Linked DNA regions of Sus scrofa: region 2 is linked to region 1. A link is a contact called in public HiChIP or PLAC-seq data. All regions are on one chromosome and are shown on one strand. The core of a region is the stretch at or near the end of the contact, and the rest is flanking DNA. Distances in the headings are between cores, read along the strand shown.

Evidence for each region. HiChIP or PLAC-seq counts read pairs in DNA pulled down with a chosen protein or histone mark.
Region 2: a contact with region 1 is called in an H3K27ac HiChIP or PLAC-seq map of alveolar macrophages. The contact joins the promoter of RPL39 here to the promoter of CXHXorf56 in region 1. A contact is called at or near these places in 1 of 47 Hi-C or Micro-C datasets (heart right ventricle) and 1 of 2 datasets of contacts at active chromatin or transcription factors (alveolar macrophages).

Annotation. Positions count from the first base shown.
Region 1 is chrX:97,984,521-97,987,754 of Sscrofa11.1, reverse strand. CXHXorf56 (UPF0428 protein CXorf56 homolog) reads left to right here and starts at 1,474. Exons shown (of 7, transcript XM_001927356.4): 1 at 1,474-1,655. The coding sequence starts at 1,532. All of the region lies in intron 1 of UBE2A (ubiquitin-conjugating enzyme E2 A), which reads right to left.
Region 2 is chrX:98,179,771-98,183,004 of Sscrofa11.1, reverse strand. RPL39 (60S ribosomal protein L39) reads left to right here and starts at 1,566. Exons shown (of 3, transcript XM_005673863.3): 1 at 1,566-1,714; 2 at 3,066-3,169. The coding sequence starts at 1,712. LOC110257656 (a long non-coding RNA gene) reads right to left here and starts at 1,575. Exons shown (of 2, transcript XR_002340568.1): 1 at 1,490-1,575; 2 at 1-1,077.

The sequences.
Region 1 (3,234 bases), core at 225-2,724:
ATATAATGATGCGGCTCGGATCCCGCGTTGCTGTGGCTCTGGCATAGGCTGGCAGCTACAGCTCCGATTAGACCCCTAGCCTGGGAACCTCCCATGTGCTGCAGGAGCGGCCCAAGAAATGGCAAAAAGACAAAAATAAAATAAAAAAATAAAATATATAATGAACTCTCACAATTAAATAATATAATAAAAAATAACAATTAAAAATGGGGAAAGGATTAAAACAGACATTTGTCCAAAGAAGATATATAAATGACCAATAAACATATGTAACGCTGTTCAGTATCATTAGTCATCAGGAAAATGCAAACCAAAATCACAATGAGATACCACCTCACACTCACCAGGATGGCCATAATAAAAAAAGATAAAGATAATTACTGGTGAGGACATGAAGAAATCAAAACCCCACATACATGGCTGGAGGTAAATGTAAAATGTAAGGTAATAAACCTGCTTTGGAAAACACAGCAATTCCTCAAAAAGTTCAAAACAAAACAAAACAAAAAAATGCATTTTTAAATTAAAAATGTTAGTTATCAAATTTTACTCTCAAGTATATACCCAAGAAAACATATGAGCTCACAAAACATAAAAACATAGGAACATATATTCTCATGAAAACTTGTACCCCAGTGTTCATAGTAGCACTAGTCATTATATCCAAAAAGTGGAAATAACCCAATTGTCCACCAACTGATGAATGAATAAACAAAATGTGGTAGATCCACACAGCAGAATACTATTCAGCCATCAAAAGAAATGAAGTTCCTTTCTACTGATTCATTATTTTTACTGAGTTATGGTACAACATGGATGAACCTTGAAAACATAAGTGAAAGAAACCACAGATTGTATGATTTCACTTGTATAAAATTTCCAGAAGTAAAACCATAGAGACAGAACGTAGATTAGTGGTTGCCAGGGGCAGGGGAAAAGGTGGGGAGAGTGACTGTTGATGGATATGGGATTTCTTTGGGGGATGATGAAAATGCTAGGTAGTAGGATGGTCGCAAAACTTCATGAATACACTAAACTCCACTGAATTATACACTTTAAAATGGTGAACTATATGTTATGGTGAATTAGATCTCAAAATTTTAAAAGATGCCTTTACTTCAATAGGTGCTCATCCTGAATACAGCTATTAAAATAAAAATCATATTTAGAGGCACACCTACGATCTGTATTATGCATATCACCGTGTAAATGTAGTCCTTTGCAAAGAATATCTAGTTATACATATAACTAGACACGTATACGTGTATAGAAATATAAATGAATACTTTAAACGATTAAGGGTGACCCAAGTAAAGCAGTCCCAGGGAACTTATGCCAAGGAAAACGAGATTCTGAGAGACTCAGAGCGTCCCCCGTCCTTCTTAAACTAATGGGACTGCCCAGAAGTTCACATGACTACCACTGACACATGACCAGCCTTAACCAAAGGAAAAGCCGCGACGCACGCCTGACGTCATTTCTGGGCGACCCTTATTTTTGGCTTTGCGTTTTCCGGCTGCTCTTCTGAGCCATGCCTAAGGTAGTGTCCCGGTCAGTAGTTTGCTCCGACACCCGGGACCGGGAGGAATATGACGACGGCGAGAAGCCCCTCCACGTCTACTACTGTTTGTGCGGCCAGATGGTCCTGGTGTTGGGTGAGTAGTCGGGAACCGGGGGCGTCTGGAAGGGCGAACTTCCAGAGGAAATTCTGTGATCTGGGAGCCGCGTCTTTTTGTAGATTTCCCTGTCCATCAAAATCCTCCGTACACATCCCCGCCCAATTCCAGGACAGCTTTTCTGTTTAACCTTATGATTCTGTATCCAGACCTCCCTCAAAACTAAATTCCTTCTTCAGCAAAAATATGCTTTCTTTACTTCCATTCTGCTTTTAGGAACTTTGTAACCTTTCTGCCGAATGCAAGGATGTTGTAATAACTCTTAAGTGAAAATAAAATCCTCCCTTGATCCTACATTCTCCTCCAGTTATAACCTCATTCTTTTGCTTCTTTTATAGCAAAACTTCTAAAAAGAATTGCCTGTGTGAGCTGTCTGCATTCTCACTTCCCATTCCTTCTTGCCCTCACTTCAGGCAGGCTTTCCTTCTCACCTCACCATCTAAACCATATTTGTCAAAGTTTCTAACTGAACGTGTTACCAGTTCCACTGATCAATTATCAATGCTCATTTTAATCCCCCTCACAGTGGCATTTGACTAAGATGATCACACCGTCCTTCTTGAAACACTTCCATTTGCATCCAAGACTCCATACCCCCCTGATTTTCCTCCTACCTCGATTTTGCTCCTTCTCAGCATCTGGCTCCTTTTTCTGTCTCAGACTTTTAGGCTTTGCAGGGTTCTACGGCTCAGTCCTCTCACCTGTTCTGTATCTGTACTCACTCCTTGGGCGATCTCAGCCATCCACAAGCTTTAACTACCATCTATATGCTGATGACTCCCAAAAGTTCCTCTTTAACCTGCACTTGTCCAACTCCACCTGCCTATTTAGCATCTCCTTGTGGATGTCTAATAGGCCTCCCAAAGAACCAAGTTCAGAATTAACTTTATGTTTCCCTACTTTCTGCTCTCCACTGTCCCTCTCAGACTTCCTTATCACAGTCGGTGGTACCGCTATTCACCCAGTATCACAAAATCATTCTTGGTTTCTCCATCGAGTCCATCAACACATTCTGCGAGTGCTTCCTTGCAAATCTATCCAGAATCTGACTACTTACCACCTCCATTTTACCACTCTAGTCCAAGCTACCACCATCCCGCACCTGAATTGCCACAATAGTCTCTTGCTCTCCACTCTTTGTCCCAGAGCCCCATTCCAAACCAGTGTTTTCCTGTACCACCAAGAAAAAAAAACCAAAGTCCATACCAAGTCCCTTTGTGATCAAGCCTTCAGCTACCTCTCAGACTTCATCTTCTAGCACTCTTCTCCTTGTTCACTGTGCTCCAACTACAGTGGCCTTTTTGATTTTCTTCCATCATGTCAAAATGTTCCTGCCCCAGGGCCTTTGGGATTGGTATTTCTTCTGCCCCAAACATTCTCTCCTCCATGCTTCCTTACTTTATTTGGGTCTCTGCTGAAATGTCACTTCCTTAGAGAACTCTTTCCTGAATTGCTTATCTAAAATAGCACTCCTGTCACTCTTTGTCCTCTAACCCTGCCTGACTTTTCTTGGTAGCCCTCATCACTATCTGGATCACTGTGTAGCCTCTTAATATCC
Region 2 (3,234 bases), core at 317-2,816, 200 kb before region 1:
GCAGTCTGATGGAAGTTTATGGACTTATTTTCAGAATGCATTAATTTAACTGCATAAAACAAAGTACATAGGATTACAAAAAAAAACCAATCACACTGTGATATAGCTATCAAATTACTTTCTAAACTTTTTTTGGGGGGGGGGACTGTGTCGGTGGCATATGGAAGTTCCCAGGCCAGGGAAGGAATCTGTGCCACAGTAATGATGATGCCAGATACTTAACTGCTAGGCTACCTGGGAACTCCGCTCAAAATAAATATTTTCTAAGGGAGTCCCATTATGGCTCACTGGTAACAAACCCGACCAGCATCTATGAGGACAAGGGTTCAATACCTGGCCTCTCTCAGTGGGTTAAGGATTCAGCATTGCTGTAAGCTGCCGTGCAGGTTGTAGACGCAGCTCAGATCTCGTGTTGCAGGCTGGCAACTGCAACTCTAATTCAACCCCCAGCCTGGGAAGTTCCATATGCCATGGGTTTGGCCCAAAAAAGGCCAAAAAAAAAAAAGACAATTTTTTTTCTAAAAGAAATGTATGCTGTAGCAACATAGAGGATTAACACAGTTCTGTGTTGTAGATCTAAAAGCTACTGTAATTTCAAATTAGTGACTAGTGTATGTATATATGATATTTTAAGACACCTGTATCAACTGCAGTGTGATATAAAACCATCTGATTTGTTGACCAGGTAGTTTGTTGCCTACATTTGTAAATAAAGCGCTACATTTCAGAGTTTGATGAAAACGAAGTTGTGACTTTTTTAAATCCAAGTTCGTGTACTCTGTGAATTCTTTTTTTAACTCTGAATTTTATTATGTTTATAGTTGTACAACGATACACTATGAATTCTAAGCATTGACCCTTGTGGACCCCAAGTTAAAAACCCTTACCTTAACCTGTTGGTGCAAAAAATCTTGAAGTGACAAAGATACACAGAGGTCTCTGCTTTTAAATGCGGAGAAGAGGAGTTCCCGTTGTGGTCAAAGGTAGGTTACAAAGTCAGTCTGGATTTCCTAGCAGTCAAGGAAACGGCTCCGTCCAGAACTTACTTCATTTAAAGCCTTAATTGGTAATACAGTGCTGTATGTGAATTACATCTCAATTAAACTGGGAGGAAAAAAAATCCTTGATTGGCAACCTCTTGCATTGGCTAAAACCCAATGGCTGTCCATAGTTATACGGCCCACCTGGCCAGCCCCCCCCCCCCCCGATAATTCCTCCTTTTCCTCCAACACCCCGGTACCTTCACGCCACCCCCGCCGCTACCCACGGCCACCCCCCCGCCCTTCGGCGCGCTCCCTCCCAACGCAGGACCGAAGTCCCTTGCGCGCGGGCGTGACGTCTGCCCCGCTTCCCTTGGAAATAGCCCTGCCCACTCCGCTCCTCGGCCCTTCGGAAGGGTTTCTGTCACGGCGTTTACCATAGACTGTCTGCCTCACCCATGACACAAAGTCCCTTGGCACACTAACAGGCTCCTGCGGAACCTACTTACGGAAGTGAAGCAAAACGGCTTCCATTTCGCACGAACGAGCGCAGTTTCCCACGGCCCCAGGGGAGCACGCTCAGGGAGGGGCCTCCAGGGGGCGGTGGTCGCGCACGGCGTCACCTCCCTAAGCCCCGCCCCCTACGGCGCCTTCTAAACGCGTCCTTCCGTCTGCTTCCTTCTCTCTGCTCTTCTCCGCCGTCCTGTGTGCGGTTGAATTAGTTCCTCGCCATGGTAAGTCCATCCGTTGCCATCGGCTCCGGGGTAGCTTCAGGAGACCTGAGGTCTCTGCGAGCTCGCTGGCGCTGCGGGTTGCGTCGAGGTGCGGGACCGTTTTTAAAGCTTTTCCTATGTGAGATCGAGTTTGGCCACCGCTTCAGTCCGCGGGCTCCAGTCCGCGGGCCTAGCGGGAAGCGAGCGAGCGTGCGAGATGGGGAGGGGCCGGCTGCGCTGGCGCCGCGTGGTCCGAGGGGGCGCTCTCTGCTTTTGGCTGCTGCTCAGGCGGACAAGGATTCCTGTTTTTCCTACACCGAACTGTCTTTGTGGGACAAGGAGGGCATTGTAGAAATCGCGGCTCGACCTCGGGCTGGCTGCGACGCGGGGGACGTTCCGAGCCTCGAAAAGGGCATGTGGGCTTTTGGTTCTCGAAGACTTTACTTGGGGGCCAGGAGCCTGCCACGTTATGAGATTGACGACTTTTTTAGCCTTTTGTTCAGGGACTTGAGTGTCCTCCCCGTGGAAGCGCCTGGAGCCGGGGGTGGTGTGGTCTGAATCTATATGCTGTTCGGGCGCTCTTCGTAAAATGCTAGTGGCAGATGGTCACTGGGTTTTTCTCTTGATAGTTTTCTGAAAAAATGAGACTGTTTATAAGCTTTTAGGTATGGAGAGGATCGATATCTGGTGCTTTATGTTTTTATTAACAAATTTTACAGCTACTGCAGTGAGCTGGGGGGGAGGGGTGTAGTCTTTTCTTTATAACGACCCCTATTATTATGCAAAAGTGTGTTGGGCCACTCGGGCCAGACTTTAGACCAGCACTCAGTGCCATTTTTCCGGATTGTCCTGCAAACTGGGAGAGAGGTGGTTGGGGTTGGGCTTAGATGACCCGGGTTTTTCATGAAAGCCAAAAAATGCAGTGGGAGATTGGGAAAGTCATTCTTAGAATAGTGGCGTTTTACATAGTTAGAATTAATATCCCAAATGCCAGTGGGTTAGAGCAGATCTCCCACATGTCAGGGTGCACTGAGACTGACTTTCAAGTGATTGTGAAAACCGCGTGCTCTAGCCCTAGCCTTGGAGCAGAGATGACCTGGATTTGAATACTAGCTCTGCACATTAATATATTCCGCTTTGGGGCAGCTTACCGACCTCCCTGACTACTGATTATTATTTAAGCAATGGGAATTATGCTATCTACCTTTGGAGAAGTAAGGAACAAAGCAAAGGGCCTGATGGGTTTAGCATGGAGAGAGTTGTTTTTGGTTCAACATTCAAATGTTTGTTGGCGTTAGGGAGTTCCTGGCTTTGAATCTTTTTTTGAGCAAGCTCTGGTATTGCTGTTAAACTGATTGCATTTCCTTCCCAGTCTTCTCACAAGACTTTCAGGATCAAGCGATTCTTGGCCAAGAAGCAAAAGCAGAATCGTCCCATCCCCCAATGGATTCGGATGAAAACTGGTAATAAAATCAGGTAAGGACACACAAACCTGTTTTTTGTTAAACTTAGGATTACTTTGAGGGCATAAATAGACAGTT